Linked DNA regions of Mus musculus: region 2 is linked to region 1. Evidence: chromatin contacts called from public Hi-C data. All regions are on one chromosome and are shown on one strand. The core of a region is the stretch at or near the end of the contact, and the rest is flanking DNA. Distances in the headings are between cores, read along the strand shown.

Region 1 (5,251 bases), core at 2,298-4,797:
GGAGAAGGACCTGCAGTACGGTATCCTGGAGTGCTAAAGCAGGGCACTAACGGGAAAAATGGCTTTATGGATGGTGAGCTGAACTCTGGAAAAATATGGAAACACCCTTCAAGCCCCAAGCAGACAATCTGTTACGTGATGGGTTTCAAAATACCAGCAGCAAATGTGTTTGATCTGGAAGAGGCTGTCAAGTCCTTCCATATTATTTGATTTGAACTGAAATATGAGTAATTGGGATTTGATATTTTTTGGTTAGTTACTGGAAGGGAAAATTTTGTAATTAAATTGCTTTAGAAGGCAATTATCCTGATTGTATGTTTGCATCTTGGGCAAAAACAGAAAAAGAGAATTAAAACCCTGAAAGTTAAACCCTCATACTTATTTTTTTGTACTTTTTTTTTGTAGAAATGCAACTACTTTTATAACTGGTAACTTACTGTATAAGGATGTTCCTCCAAGAGCTGCCCTGGCTTGGGGCTTCGTTTCTTTTCAGTGCTTACTTCCCTTGGATGTCTTACCTTAAAGAATACTGAATAACTTGCAGCAAGAAGTCACGCAAAGCAAGAAGAGGAATGTCCGAGTAGAGACATCAGAATGAGGACAGGAACACTGCAAATCCACGTTGAAGCAGATGTGCTGCCTCTAAGGAAAGGAAGTGATGGATGACCGTTGCTTCACGTCATAAGTGAAGGAGAGATAGTCTTTGCCGGAGCTACAGGTCCTTGAGAGGATGGCCTTTTTAACCTTGCAATAAAGTAGCAAGAACGCTGCTCTGTCTTTAAGCTCTACCTGCTGATGCAGCCGGGGCCTGAATGAGAGGGATGAGAGGCCCAGAAGGAAGCTGTGGCCACTAACATAGTAAATGCCCTCCTTTGGATCCAGTCAGTTCTCCAGGTAACTATGGACCTGGTCCGCCTCCCCTCAGCCCCTTCAGAAATCCATTTGCTTTAATATCTTGGGTTTCTGTCCCTAGTTACGTGGCTATGACCAAAGTACCCGAGAAAACTTAAAAGAATGAAAGAAAGGTCCATCATGTCTCGGCTCACAGTTCAGAGGAAGGCATCTCAGCAAGGAAGACCTGGGGGAGGGAATGGCTTGGTCTGCGGCTGCGCAGGAAGCAGAGCCAGGGACTTCCAGTACTCCATTCGCTTTCCCGGTTCCCTAAGACTACAGTCCGCTCCTCCCATTCAGGGTATTTCTTCCTCAGCGAATCCTCTCTGGGAACCAGCAGGCACATGGAAAAGGTGTGCCTCACTGTTGCGTTAGGTGTTTGCCGAACCCGGCATAGCCGGGTACTGGAAAGCTGAAGACAGCAAGTTGGAAACGAAGAGGTGACAGACATCGGAACAAATGCCAGAAAGGCATGCAGAAAAGCTGGGGTCGGGTGGGTTGCGTCACTTGGATGGAGGCCACGTCCTATGCAACTCGGGGACTCAGCAAGTTTATTATGGGTAGCAGAAGGAATAGGGGTTCAGAAGTCTCTATGGGAAGACTGGAGGGGAGCCATTTCAGGTTGTAGTCGCCCACGAGGAAGGAGCTGCCCTTGCTAGTTTTTGCACACACTGCCAACATTGGCACAGGAAGCCTTTGCCATTTCCCTGAACCTGACCCAGGGAAAGCTTTGCCACTGGGGCATCAGGGTCCTTGACACTGACGTGGCTGGACCCATGTCAACAATACTCATTTACTCAGGACTTCGTGGCTCCCCACAGGTGTTTGTTAGTCCAACCATGTTGACATTTAAAATGATCTACCGCAGGCAACAAGGGAGAGTTGCGTGTACCATAGGTGACAGTCATTTGTAACAAATCCTAAAAGTCCTTTGCGTGAAGGAGATAGATTATCTGACCAATTGGGAGTCTGGAGAAGTAGCCAGGCAGCATGAGGGTCACACTGGAGGTGGTAAGCTGAAGCTAGGGAGCTAGTTATAATTTCAGTGATACCTTTCCAAGGTGTGTGTCTGTGTGTCTGTCTGTATGCAATGGCTATGCGTACTGCAGGGGCCAAAGCCCTTGGAGCCCCTGGAACTAGTCATAAGTGGTTATGTAGCGGGCGGTGGTGGCGCACGCCTTTAATCCCAGCACTCTGGAGGCAGAGACAGGAGGATTTCTGAGTTCAAGGCCAGCCTGGTCTACAAAGTGAGTTCCAGGACTGCTAGGGCTACACAGAGAAACCCTGTCTCGAAAAACAAAACAAAACAAAACAACAAAAAAAAGTGGTTGTGTGCTGCTTGACATAGGTACTAGAAACTGAACTAAGGTTCTCTGGAAGAGCAAGCAGTAAGTTGAAGTTCTCTTAACTGCCGAGCCGTCTCTCCTGCCCTCTGTGACACTTTAATGCGGCATCTACACGTATGGACCATCACATGCTTTTGGTAGGTTGTCACCGGGCTTCAGTTTAACCTCTCTCAATGCTAGTTACTGTAGGGGTCTGCTGATGCAAACATTTGTTTTCTTGCAATAGGTTTCACTTTAGTTCAGGCTGGCCCAGACTTTAAGATGTTCTTGCTTCGGCTTCCCGAGTGCTGGGATTTCAGGCGTGCACTACTCTGCCGGACTCAGAGAATGTTTTTCATTTGTATTTTCTATCTGACCGAGCCCAGACGTTTCAGAGCCACCCTCCCCATCCTTCTCTGCCTACGATGTCTCTAGCAGTTCTTGTTTTGTTTTGTTTCTGAGACAGGGTTTCTCTGTGTAGCCTTGGCTTTCCTGGAACTCACTCCATAGACCAGGCTGGCCTAGACTCACAAGAGTTCCTCCTGCCTCTGCCCCGCACCACTAGGATGAAAGGCATGCACCACCACCTACAGGCCTTGTTTTGATCTTTTTATCCACACTTATTTGTTCTTTTTAAATTGGAAACTGCTTCTAAACAAGAGGGGGGGGGGGATAAGGTTTAGAAGTAGGAAGTATATATGTTAACTAACCATTTGTCGAACATATAGTGTGACATTAGAAATCAATGACTTTAGAATGGTAGAAGCAACAGCCAGGTGACTTGAGTATTTAGAGAATAGTGTAACTAAACATGCCATGGTCTCTGGGTGGGACGTTGAAAGTCAACCGTTCTGCGTAGGGGAACACATATCAGAGAGGACAGCTCATCCAAGTGCACGGATAGATTAGGGAATGAAGAATCATTTCCTACTGTATAGCTGGTAAAAGACATCACGTGGGCCATGTATTCCCAAAAAATATATGGGCAGAGGATTGCAAGGGTTGGAGGGGGTGGGGGTGGTGATGGGGGTGGGTCGTACACAATACATACAGGGATGCATCTCACAAGCAACGATGGTCATTTATTTCGTTATTTATTATACCCTTGCCTCTGTTCCATAGATCTAAGCAACCTGGGGGAGAAAAAAAAAAAAAAAAAAAAAAAAAGGCGGCGACACCTAGCAGCACGAAACCACGCCCTCTTACCCCCCCCCCCCGTCTCAGCCATGAAAAGCCCCGCCCTCCCGCGCACGCGCCTCAGCACGTTTCGCGGCCTCCGAACCAGCAGAGGGCGTAGAGAGCGCGCACCGCGCACGGCTGCTTCCGGGTCAAGGGTCAGACAGCCGCCTTTCCGTTTGCCATGGTGCAGCTCCGGCCCCGCTTGTCGCGTATTCCCGCGCCGGCTGAGGCGATGGTGGACGAGGACCAGGCGGCCTCGGAGGAGGAGGAGGCGGAGCACGGCCTGCTGCTCGCGCAGCCTAGCAGTGGCGCGGCCGCCGAGCCCCTGGACGAGGAGGAGGACGCGGACGACGAAGCCCCGGAGGAGCTGACTTTCGCCAGCGCCCAGGCGGAAGCCCGGGAGGAGGAGCTGCGCGTGCGCGCGAGTGCTCGCAGGTGCAGCGCCCGGGAATGTTGGCGCCTCGGGACTCCCCAGGCTCGGCCGGCGCTGACCCGACTCCTTTCCTTCCAGGGATAAAACGCTGTTGAAGGAGAAGAGGAAACGGCGCGAGGAGCTGTTCATCGAACAGAAGGTTGGACGCGGGACTTGTCGCTTATGTAAACTCGGCCGGGGCTAGAGTTCCCTTGCTAAAAGCTCCTTAAAGGATAGGGTACTGGAGAGGTGCAAGGGCCATTGGCGTTTCTTGGAGTCTGCCGTAATTCAAAGTAGGCGTGGAAGCACTGACACTCATCTATCCCTGACAGTAGGTCTTACAGGCTTCCAGAGGTGGTGAGGTTTGCTTGAGTTTTTAAAATTCTAGGCTGGAGCTAATGATTTCTTTTTTCGCACCCCAGAGATCTGATTTCGAGTGGCCATACCTAAATACCTTTCAGTTAGTAGCCGGGATACTTGAACGTTGAGCTACTTTGGGTAAAATGACAGGGAATGTATTGGGCTTTCTTTTCTTTTCTTTTTTTTTTTTTTTTTTTTTTTTTTCTTCCGAGACAGGGTTTCTCTGTATAGCCCTGGCTGTCCTGGAACTCACTTTGTAGACCAGGCTGGCCTCGAACTCAGAAATCCGCCTGCCTCTGCCTCCTGAGTGCTGGGATTAAAGGCGTGCGCCACCATGTCCGGCCTGTATTGGGCTTTCTAAATCCAGTCTTAATGTTGTCGGTTTAGAGGCAGCAGGGACGTATTCACAGATTGGCCCGAATTCAGGACTGTTCGAAATGAGTAACGTTAGAAGTTATCTCCAGGCATACCTGTACCTCACTTTAACTTGTCATCAAATGTCTTTATCCCCAAAGAAAAGAAAGCTGCTTCCAGATGCTGTATTAGAGCAGCTAACTACAGCTTCAGAGGCCGAGTAAGTATTGCAGTTTCTACGTGCATAAAGTCTGTAGACCCTAAGAAATTCTCCCCAAACTTAAAAGCTACACAGTGCTTTTGGAGTTCCTCAACTTTGTCTAGCAAGATAGATGGTAAGTAAGTGACTGAGAACATTTAGTGTTGCAGCAGGAACTTAAACCCAGACTTTCCTTTAGCTTGCTCTACCTGCCGCCACCCCTTTCTCTGTTCCTCATTTCGTTTAGCAGCCGTGTTGCCAGTGCTTCAAACCCAAAGCTTGAGTTTACGCCCTGCTGAATTCACTCCTTGGTACATTCTTTTTGTTTTTCTAGACAGGGTTTCAGTAGCCCTGACTGTCATGTAACTCTTGCTCTGTAGACCAGGCTGACCTCAAACACAGATTTGCCTGCCTCTGCCTCTTGGTGCTGGGATTAAAGGTGTGCACCACCACACCTGACCTTAGAACATTCTAACTTCTCAAGTCTTTTTTCTTTTAAATCAGAATAGTAGTTCCAAATTGTTGGTTACT
Region 2 (5,157 bases), core at 1,300-3,799, 59 kb after region 1:
TGAGATGATAGACTCAGCCAAACGAGAGATTTATACATTGTTATTTTCGTAAGGCTGCTCTTCTTTTTTTTTTTTTTTTAAAGATTTATTTATTTATTATATGTAAGTACACTGTGACACTCCAGAAGAGGGAGTCAGATCTCGTTACCGATGGTTGTGAGCCACCATTGTGGTTGCTGGGATTTGAACTCCAGACCTTTGGAAGAGCAGTCGGGTGCTCTTACCCACTGAGCCATCTCACCAGCCCCCAAGGCTGCTCTTCTTAAACCTTACGAAAAATAACAATGTATAAATCTCTCGTTTGGCTGAGTCTATCATCTCACAGATCTACTCCTTCTGTACCCAGCCAGAACTCAAACAATCCATTTGCACAGACCATCACCATTCATCTCCACTGAGACTGTCCTTCCGGTTTACCTTAATTTCGTTCTGTATAGAGACCCAATCCAGCCTTCTTATCAACCTAGTACACACAAGCACCGAGTATATGTAAACTGCTGACACAACAAATGAATGGCTTCATATTTACTTATTCTTTTGGAGGCAGGGCCTCACTCACTATGTAGTTCTGGCTGACCAGGAACTCACTATGGAGAGGAGCTCTAGCCTTGAACTCGATCCTTCAGCCTCCGACGATCTTCAAGGCAAAGGTTGTCACCACCACACACAGTCCAAGTTTATGAGCACCTTGCTGAGCACCAGACAGCCGTCACCAACAGAAGCAAACGTCCTGAGCTGCCATGAACCAGGTGCTCTACTGCATGCTTTAAATGCATTAGTTATGTTAGACCCATGAGGCCAGAAGTTCTGTTTCCTTTTCAGCACTCAGACTGAAACAGTTTACTGAAAAAGTACAAAATCCAGGGGGTGAAGAGATGGCTCAGTGGTTAAGAGCCCTAACTGCCCTTCCCAAAGTCCTGAAATCAGACCACATGATGGCTCACAACCATCTGTAATAGGATCTGATGCCCTTTTCTGGTGTGTCTGAAGACAACTATACCATTCTTATTAAATAAATAAATCATTTTTCAAAAGGGAACAAAATCACAGAATCAGTGAACAGCAGAGGCAAGACTTACCTGTTCACTATGCTTTTCAAGAAAAGCAATGCAGCTCGTAAACCAGGGGCTTACCTTAAAAATCGGCGCACACCTTTAATCCCAGCACTCGGGAGGCAGAGGCAGGTGGATTTCTGAGTTCGAGGCTAGCCTGGTCTACAGAGTGAGTTCCAGGACAGCCAGGGTTATACTGAGAAACCCTGTCTCAAAAAACCAACCCCACCTCAAAAAAAATTCACAACACAGCTAAAGAAGGATGTCCAGGCCACTTGTCAATCATGGGGTGTGAACATGGCTGAAAGACAGGGAAGCCAGAGCCTCATGTTGACCTGTTTCCTGTTCTGCAGTGTTAAATGTTACCAAGCTTGTCCTGATCACCACTGTCTTCCAACAGCTGGTCACCACCTCTGCATGTCAGTCTGTTCACATGTATTACTACTATTTTATACTTGATTACTTATTACAAGCCTATTTCTGCTCTGTCCTATAAATATCTAAACAGTAGGGACCCTATTTTCAGCATATCTACAGGCTTGTCTTCATCTTTATCAAGCCTTGTTAATTTTAACTCTTACTCCAGGTTTGTGGTGCATAACAGGTAATCAACCCGTGAACCCTCTTCTTTGCTTTTAGTCTCCACCACAACCACTCCTAGGCCACACTCTCTAGGTACCTTGGTCAATGCCATTACCATGGTACTCTTTCCCACTCTCCAACTGGCTATGCTGCATATGGATATCCATTCTCTCACTTTCCTATTAAGAGTAACAAAGGCTTGCTATTACCTACAGAGTTTAGAATTGCTATGAAGGCTCCCTCATACCTAAGTCCATTCTTACTTCTGTCAGGTTCCATTACAATCCCCTAAAGTCTCAGTAACACTGAGCTATCATAATGCCCCTGCCAAAGACCAAACAAATTCATACTCTTCCTAAACTACCTTAGCCATTTACCACCTTCAGTGGTATTTTCCTCCAACTGTCTCTCAACTTCTTACTAATCTTAAAGGACTAGCACATACTATTTCCTTGATGTGTGTGTTTTCTTGAGTCAGAACTACCCCTCGGTTCCCCCATATATGATCTCAATCTTCATTCAAAACACTTAATCCAGAGGTTTTTGCATAATGACTGCTCTCTACCCTACCCCACTGTACTTTTTAAATATTAACCTGGATGTGTTTCCTGAATTTCTACTGCATTCAGAAAGCTGACGAGGAAGTGTAAGTAAGACAACCACGAAAAAGTATTGCTGCTCAGGCTATGAATGTAAGCCTGCAATGTATCACAAACACAGTAAGCTGATAGCATGCTGCTTACCTACATGCCCTTCTCTCTGCTCACACCTTCCTCTGTGAGCACAACCGACTGAAACTAGGAGGAAGAAACCCTTCAAACTTTGTTTCTGAAATCAGTGTCTATGTATACATATGCATGTGGGTTTGTGCACTTGAATCAGTGCCTGAGAAGGCCAGAAGAGGGTGCAGAAACCCATGGAACTGGAGTTACAAGGCCTTCCTGAGCTGCTGTCATGGGTGCTGGGACTGAAGTGGGGACCTCTACAAGGGCAGTAACTTAACTGCCTTAACTTAATCTTCATAGCTCCAGCCCCAGACCACCACAACCACTACCACCACTTCTTTCTCTTCCTCTTCTTTCCTTCCTCCTCCTCCTCTTTCTCCTCCTCTTCCTTCTTCTCCTATTTAATTTTATCAAAGCTAGACAGGAACCTTTCTTTTCTACTCTTCATAAAAAATAGTCTTTAAAGCCAGGTAGTGGCACACCTTTAGTCCCAGTGCTCAGTGCAGAAGCAGACAGATGTCTGTGAGTCTGAGGCTAGCCTGGTCTACAGAGTGAGTTCCAGGACAGCCCAAGGGTTGATAGAGAAACCTTGTCTTGAAAAACAAAACATAAAAAACAAAAACAAAAAGCCTTAAGTCCATAATAAGCTCAAAAGGAACACTTTGAGGGTATAACAGGCAGAAAAATTGAGGAATAGAACAAAGACTAAAAGATTTGCCAATTCTTCTAGAATCACTGTCAAATAGTGGTATCAATATTTTGTTCGAAGAGTTAAAAATATCATATGAATGAGTTATAACAAAAAATTTTCAAATGTTATTCTCTCTCACACTTTGAGTTAACAGTTTCTCTACTGCCTCTGTGTCTATCAGTATGCATAATTTAAAACTTGACTGAAATTCCTGAGCTGAAATTACATTCATAAAATAAAATTATTTTTAGAAACTTCTCACCAATCATAAAAACATAAAGTAAGGATAAACCCTTAATGTCTCCTAAACAATGGCCATGTACATAACACAATATTAGCCTTTTTTAATGAAATGTGTTCAAATTCTATTTTTAAATTTAAAAATTGACAGGTTACCGATCAGATAAATTGTCCTTATAAATTATGTTTATTTTTATGAATAAAAATTTAAATAAAAAACTAAATCAGATAATTACATATATTCTTTCATGCAATAAAACAAATTTCCTTTAAGCCTTATTTTCTAGGCAGGAAAAAAAAAGCCCATCATATCCAAGTCCTCACTTTCCTCAGCAGGCCAGGGACAATGAGAGGGCAGAATCCGAGCAGTGCCCTCACACACACCACACTCCACCAGATCCTCTATTCTTTGTCATCTGTCCAAAGAGGAAACAACACTAAACTTGTCCTTTCATTAGAAAACTTGTCAATGACAGTTTTCCTAGAAAACTGAGACCCTGGATTCAAATTTTACCTGTTCTGTTCTTAAATAAACACAGCTCAAAGAAAAGTCTACTTAAAGTAACATAAACAGATGAACATAAATCTCTTCAAGGAAATTGCAGAGTGGCGAGTGAACTAGTCTATTCACCGGGGTGCTGCAGCAGGATTGCTTCTCAAATGCATTGTTAGGCTGAAGATGCTACAGTTAAGAGGTACCTCTTATGTGCCATTTTAGAAATGGCAGAACTAGAGACAGAAAACCATTCATTTCTTCACACGTATCTAGCTTTGAAATATTCCCTACCCTTAAGTCAGTAGTATGCACCATTATTGGCATGATCAAAATGTAACGACGACACATTATTTTGTAAGAGGCAGTGACACACAAAAAAGATACCTGGAATTTAGAACTTACAAGCCAGACATCATTACAACAGTTAAACAAACAAACAACAAAACCCAGTAAGAAAAGGAAGTGTAAGGACAAAGTAATAACGCTGTGTGTGTGTGTGTGTGTGTGTGTGTGTGTGTGTGTGTGTGTGTGTGTGTGTGTAAAAATGTCACAATGGTTTGTAGACTTTATCAAAATGATTTTTAGAAGTGGAAAAAAAACAAAACAAAAACCCTGACAATACACAAAGACACAGATCAAGAGGAATTCTCACACTGTTGGTGGAAAGACGCATTAGTCAGACTACTTTGCAAAAGCTATCTCAGATTTCTCATAAAGCAAGTTACCTACAATTTGGCTATCTTGTTCCTGAATATTTACCCAAGTGAAAGGAAAACTTCCATTTACAGAAAACTTTGCACATATAAATGTTGATACTGGTTACATTTGTAATTGTGGAAGCTTACCCTTCAATTAGGGAGTGGGCTAGCATACTGGTTTGATCATCTATACCCTCAGCAATAAAAAGGACTGTTCTCCAAAACATGCAACAAGAATGAATCTTGAATTCATTATTCAGAGCAAATGCTGGCAGACTTAGAAGGCTACATATTATGATTTCATTTATACACCACTCTAGAAACGGCAAAGGTATAGGCAGAAAACCATCAGTGGTTGCCAGGCTAGACAGAAAGGGCTCTATACCAAGGAACAGAACGACGGACTGCACATATTTGTAAAACCTCACAGATCTCTGTACCAAAAGGGTTAAACATAGAAGGAAAAAGATGAGAAGTCCTGGCTATAAACAGATGAGAATGAAAAAATGTACAATTGTCACATCATAAATGACTGGTGAAAAGTTTCATATTTTAGCCCTAAAGCTATGTTCCAAATGATTTTAAGGAAGAGACAGAGCCAAGTCAGGACTGTCTGAGAAAGACAGTTACACACAGGGAGCACCTGGGAGGCAACTGCCAACCACCGTGGGAA

The links. A called contact is a pair of places that touch in the nucleus more often than the background predicts.
Region 2: a contact with region 1 is called in a Hi-C map of CD8 T cells, with 1.9 times the contacts expected there. The contact joins the enhancer-like site here to the promoter of Nol7 in region 1. A contact is called at or near these places in 2 of 39 promoter capture datasets (liver and neutrophils), 2 of 15 datasets of contacts at CTCF or cohesin (CD8 T cells and the NIH/3T3 cell line), 14 of 484 Hi-C or Micro-C datasets (CD4 T cells, CD8 T cells, Th1 cells and 8 more), 5 of 115 datasets of contacts at active chromatin or transcription factors (CD8 T cells, effector CD8 T cells, embryonic fibroblasts and 1 more) and 3 of 9 other capture datasets (adipose tissue, liver and pancreatic islet).

Annotation. Positions count from the first base shown.
Region 1 is chr13:43,394,829-43,400,079 of GRCm38.p6, forward strand. It overlaps Nol7 (nucleolar protein 7), which reads left to right and starts at 3,548. Exons shown (of 8, transcript NM_023554.2): 1 at 3,548-3,830; 2 at 3,907-3,967; 3 at 4,683-4,741. The coding sequence starts at 3,577. Sirt5 (sirtuin 5) reads left to right here. Exons shown (of 9, transcript NM_178848.3): 9 at 1-375.
Region 2 is chr13:43,454,857-43,460,013 of GRCm38.p6, forward strand. The region is part of intron 2 of Ranbp9 (RAN binding protein 9); the gene reads right to left. Among named protein-coding and RNA genes, the nearest start is that of Ranbp9, 24 kb to the right of the region's middle. Within about 2 kb of position 2,550, at least 11 of the 459 cell types and tissues checked have an H3K27ac peak or open chromatin away from gene starts, as enhancers often do. A contact at or near this core is called in CD8 T cells and Th1 cells, where this site is marked.